Regions from separate parts of the Mus musculus genome. Here region 1 is linked to region 2. A link is a contact called in public Hi-C data. All regions are on one chromosome and are shown on one strand. The core of a region is the stretch at or near the end of the contact, and the rest is flanking DNA. Distances in the headings are between cores, read along the strand shown. Region 1 overlaps Tmem178b (transmembrane protein 178B). Region 2 overlaps Tmem178b (transmembrane protein 178B).

What was found. Hi-C and Micro-C count contacts between places; a contact is called where the count stands out from the background.
Region 1: a contact with region 2 is called in a Hi-C map of cortical neurons, with 1.5 times the contacts expected there. The contact joins two enhancer-like sites. A contact is called at or near these places in 1 of 15 datasets of contacts at CTCF or cohesin (the NIH/3T3 cell line), 4 of 484 Hi-C or Micro-C datasets (cerebellar granule neurons, cortical neurons, olfactory sensory neurons and 1 more) and 1 of 115 datasets of contacts at active chromatin or transcription factors (fibro-adipogenic progenitors).

The regions. Positions count from the first base shown.
Region 1 is chr6:40,232,915-40,235,614 of GRCm38.p6, reverse strand. The region is part of intron 3 of Tmem178b (transmembrane protein 178B); the gene reads right to left. Among named protein-coding and RNA genes, the nearest start is that of Agk, 91 kb to the left of the region's middle. Within about 2 kb of position 1,369, at least 28 of the 459 cell types and tissues checked have an H3K27ac peak or open chromatin away from gene starts, as enhancers often do. A contact at or near this core is called in cortical neurons, where this site is marked.
Region 2 is chr6:40,128,588-40,131,287 of GRCm38.p6, reverse strand. The region is part of intron 2 of Tmem178b (transmembrane protein 178B); the gene reads right to left. Among named protein-coding and RNA genes, the nearest start is that of Agk, 200 kb to the left of the region's middle. Within about 2 kb of position 1,392, at least 12 of the 459 cell types and tissues checked have an H3K27ac peak or open chromatin away from gene starts, as enhancers often do. A contact at or near this core is called in cortical neurons, where this site is marked.

The DNA of each region.
Region 1 (2,700 bases), core at 120-2,619, 100 kb before region 2:
CTGGCTTTTAATCCAGTCAAGAATCCCAGTTCAGGGGCTGGCGAAATGGCTCAGCGGGTAAGAGCACTACTGACTGCTCTCCCAAAGGTCCTGAGTTCAAATCCCAGCAACCACGTGGTGGCTCACAAACACCCGTAAAATGTATAATAATAAATAAATCTTTAAAAAAAAAAAACCCAGTCCATAGAAAAATGGTGCCAACATTTCCAGTGTGGCCAACTGTCCCAGATGTCCTAGGAGTTATAGGATGGAGTACCTAGGGTGTGAGACTTTCTGTACCAACACCAAGAAGCCCTAAGCAGACTGACTAGCCACACTTTCTACTGAAATTTTCAGGGTAGTGTTATCTACTCTGGAGGCAAGAGGCAGACCGTAGTGACTGCATCATGGAAGTACCATGCCTCAGTCAGGACAACACGGAAACACAGATCTGTGGAATGTGTTGCCAATGTTAAGAAATTCCCATCTGGAGACTGCATTGTTTTGGAACAGGTATCTCTTTTGTTGCCCTGAAATGTTACCAAGAGCACTTAGCCAGCAGCCCAATAATACTTCCATCTCATCCCGGTACCGCGGGATAAGACCATGGTCAGTAAGCATGATATAACATTTTTCAAGCTGGCAGGCACAACCATAGTGTTAACTCCTCACTCAGGCCACTTCTGAACATGAATTGTAGGTGCATAAGGCCAACAAAATGGTGTCGCCTCTGTGTTAGCTGCTGTTAGCCTACAGAGCAAAGGGAGGGGATCACATGTGGTCCCACACCCCTTAAGGATGCTCAGAGAAGCCATGGCAGTAATGCCACAGCAATGGACCCTGTGGAGAAATAGCATCAAAATGTAGGCCTTGGGCTAGGCAACAGGAATGCTCTTACTAATTCAAGAAGCCATCTCCTAGGAAACCGAGGCCCAGGGTTCTTACAAGAATCCAGATCAGTTACATATTGTGTACACAGGCATTTCCCCAAATATCTATTTCTTGTGTGACCAAGATGTGCCCAAAACCTCACTGGCATGTAATTTCTCCAGCTTTCTAGAGCTAAAGATCCATCTGTGTGACATTTTTCTGCTCCCAGGAATGAGGGATGACGTCTTTGTGTCCCCAGCCCTGGCCTGTTTCCCTTGTTCCTGTGAGGGAGAAGGCCTCTGCTGCTGCAGAAATGCCCTTGTAGGCATGCAGGATGGGGTGCCTGAGAGGCAGCCTGTTCCCTAAGATCACCCCTCAGTCCCCATTTGATCTTTAAAACTTTAGAGGTGCAAATCAGCAAAGGGGGGGGGGAGGGAGGATCCCTCCTCCAGCACTGAGCATTCATTCCGGGAAGCTGAGGAACACTGGATCCCTCCTTGCCTGAGATTAAACGCCCCAGCAGCATTCAGCTCTCGAGAACACTTTTATAGCTATGCTCAGACCTGCAAGGAATATAAATTACGGTTGAATTATACACCATTGCATCATCAGCCATCAACAGGCAGGTCACAGGGTTTTACATCAAAGGTGCCTTTGGGACTTGCTGGGATGAGGCAAGAGATGTTGGACGTGTTTGGGAAGGGAGCGTGCGGCAAGGAGAGGAGACCTGCGTTGCCTCTTCTGCAAGCCGTGAAAATCGTCCAGGCTGAGACACTGCCAGGAGCAGAACCCAGAAACACCCAGGACAGGATTTCTCTTTTTATTCCCGAGGCTATATCTTTATATTACAAGGCTGTTCTGTATCCCAGCATGTTTATGCTACAGTAGTGCAGCATTCCAAGTCAAGCAGCTATAATAACTGGGTCATTCATAGACTGGCATCAATTCTAGAGAGAATAGAGTTGGCCACTTGTTTTGATTTTTTGTTTTGTTTTGTTTTGTTTTTCGAGACAGGGTTTCTCTGTGGAGTCCTGGCTGTCCTGGAACTCACTCTGTAGACCAGGCTGTCCTCGAACTCAGAAATCCACCTGCCTCTGCCTCCCAAGGACTGGGATTAAAGGTGTGTGCCATCACTACCTGGCTAAAAATTTTTATTTGATGTATATACATGTTTTTTTCCTGCATGTATGCACGTATATACCATGTGTGCTGGGACTGGCAGAGCCCAAATTGCAAATCAGATTTTCTGTAACTGAAATTATAGGTGTTTGTGGGCTGCCACATGGGTGCTGGGAACCGAACCTAGATAATCTGCAGGGGCAGTAAGCACTTTTAACTGCTAATCTGTTTCTCCAGGTCCCACGTGGCTTTGAAAAAATATTTTGTTTGTATAACTGGCCCATCCAGACTGCCTCTGCACACACACACACACACACACACACACACACACACACTCACACACATGTGCGTGCACCAAAAATGCCTGTTTCTAGACTTGATGGCCATCCCATAGCTAGGACAGACACAAAATGTACCCATTTGAAAGGATCACTGGTTGGAGTGCTGAGTTCCTTGTAACCCCCTCTCACCTGTGTTGCCTGTGCTCATACCTGCCCAAATACATAGATGCTGTTACAAACTCGCTGGCCCTGGTGGCACTTACACTAAAGTCACCCTTTAAGCACTTGTGAAAACATCTAGCGGGGTGATCAAAGGTAGAGGGATGAGCTGAGCATTTCCTTACAATGAGAAATGGCCAAGGTCGAAGGGTCGTTGCCAGGATTCAGACCTTTCCATCTGCTACCCAGAGTCCCTGAAGTTACATCCTAAGGGGCTTTTCCTCCAGTGCAC
Region 2 (2,700 bases), core at 143-2,642:
TCAGAGCTCAAGATAAAGCCTAGCATGGTGCCACAAGCCTGGAGCCCCAAGAGTTGGAAAACTAAAGAAGGAGGATTGTGAGTTCCGGATCAGCTTGGATGCCATAAGGAAATCTTGTCACCAACAAACAAACAAGCCTAAAGGCATTTTATATCAAAGTCTGGAGCAGTGGTGGGATTCAAGGGAGCTCTCTGTGCATAGCAAGGCTAGCAAAAAGCCAGGAACATCTCTGCTGAGCGCAGTCTGGTTCCCCAGCAGCAGAAATTCTTTAGCATTCTTTAAGGATAGCCTCATCTTTGGCAAAGCAAAACAAACAATAACCCTACGGTATTTAGATTATATTAAACTCAAGGAAAAACATTTGTTAGTACGCAAATTTTATATATTGCTGTTGCCTCCTGGTGATTTTATAAGCACAGACTGCAGACTGAGAGACAAGGGAGTGGGGAAGAGAATCATAGCTCTCTCTGAGTCTGCCATGAGGCATCTCATTAGCTCCCAGTCTTGCTCTGCAAGAAACTCAGTGCTCACATTTTGCTCCCTCATTGTATCCTCTATGAGGTAGAACGGGTGGGTTTATTCTTGTTTAGCTAATGAGGAAATTGAGACTATGAGAGCTAATAAGACTTCCTCAAGGTCAAATGGCTATTAAGGGGCGAAGAAGCACCTTCTGGCATCAAGTCCGGTGATCAGTACATGATATTTTGTCCATCAGTGTAACTGAAATGAACCTAACGTCTTCCTCTTCTTTCCGGTTTGATTTCATCCACTTAATTAATATTTATTAAGTGCTAGTTACCGGAGAAAGGTCGAAAAAAGACAAGGTCACGCACTTAAAGAAGGGTACAGAAAATGAACAGATCAGAAAAGACTGGGAGTGATGAACAGGGTGATTGTAACAGGAGTGAAGCCATAGGGCTCACACTCAGCATGGGAACAGAGTCCAGAGCCACCAAAGGCAGCAGGAATAACTGTGTGGAACTTTGTGCACGCTTCCAAATAATGTAAATATCTTTTGAGAATAATCAGCCCTAAAAATAAGTCACGTTCGTTAGGAAGACAGGCAGTACAGGAATGGTTCCTGTCACAGAGACAAACATGGAGAAGGTAAAATATTTGAGAAACATTGGCATTTTCAAGAAACTAACAGAAGTTCCATTCCTCTCAAGAACAGAATATAATCCAAACACAAAGAAAGGTGGGATCCAAGCATGTCTGCTCAGTAAGACCTACTGTGAGCTCTGAGGCTTCAGAAATCTACAGAGAAATGTTCTGGTGATACAGTTATGACCACATCTGTGTGATACAGGATATTCTGGCAGCAACAGAACTTAGCTATTAGCTTCACGGAAGAGACACTGGGGGTAGGGGAACCAGCAAGAAGGTTGCATTGTAGTCATGGCAACTGATAAAGAAGACTAAACTGAGGGGGTGGTGGAAAAGGATACATGCAAGGAAGTATTTAAAAGCAAAAGCCACAGCTTGATGTTTGAGTTGAGCATCAGGGAGAGGAAGGCTACCAGAAAAGATGCTGAATGATGTGAAAAGTGGGAAGGTCCAAGGACCGAGATTGCATGAGGCTCTTTTCCAGGCTCGCTGTCCTCAAGCCTAGCACATCTGAGGTGCATGAGGTGCTCAGCCAGCCTCTGTTGTCCTTGAACGCCTCCCTGGCTTCAGGGAGACCCACACCAATGATGAAACACATCATGTAGTTGTTTCTTATCCCTAGGACGACCTGGCTCTGAGACCTGAAACTAGGAGGTACTCAAAAAGGTGAAGAACAAGAGTTTTGTTTTTTTTTTTTTTTATTGAAGAAAATGATATGATGTACGTGCATGTAACACGAAAGTAGACACAAAACTGCCTATAGAAGCAAAAGGGACTGACTAACAAGGAGGATTGGGCTGAGAAAGGCAGTGTGGGAAGCAAGGCTGCCATGGGCTCAATGTTTAATATACGCTTGCATGACAATGCCCCTAAGTTGTATAGTACTGAGTATACCAAATATCAAGAATGAAAGACATTAATAATATGAAAAGGAAAAGCAAAGCAGACCCATAGATAGAAGTGAAAAGGTGAGCTGATGCCAATCTCTGGGCATTTCTTATCTAATATGTTCTATTTTGCCTGTAGCTACACTCCTTTAATGGTGACTTTGGAGCTCTTCTTACTGGAGGGTGGAGCCTAATTTTCCATCCTTTTGGATTAGACTAACACGAATTTACTTGAGCCGTGGAACACAGTAAATGTGGCCTTGTTCTTGCACACTCACACCTTGCACACTGCAGTTCTTCTCAGAACTGTGCTAGGCAAACATGCACATGAGCCTGGGCCAAACTGGAGCTTGGAGGGCAGCCATTGCAGCAGAGGCCAATCTGAACCAGCTAACCCCAAGCCACGCCCATCTGACATAGAGCGAACCATTGACAATGGAAAGCCACCCATCTGAGTCCAGCGCACAATGTCAACTCAGAAGTTTGTGAGCTGAATGAGTAATTGTTCCGTTAACCCAATAAAGTTTGGGGATTATTAGTAGGAAAAGTTAATCATAAACTGTCATTAAAAGAGTAACATTAAGACTCTGTCTCTCTCTCTGTCTCTCTGTCTCTCTCTCTCTCTCACACACACACACACACACACACACACAAAGGATTGACTCCATACCTCTTGTGTTAAACATATGTTCTGCAACTGAGCCAC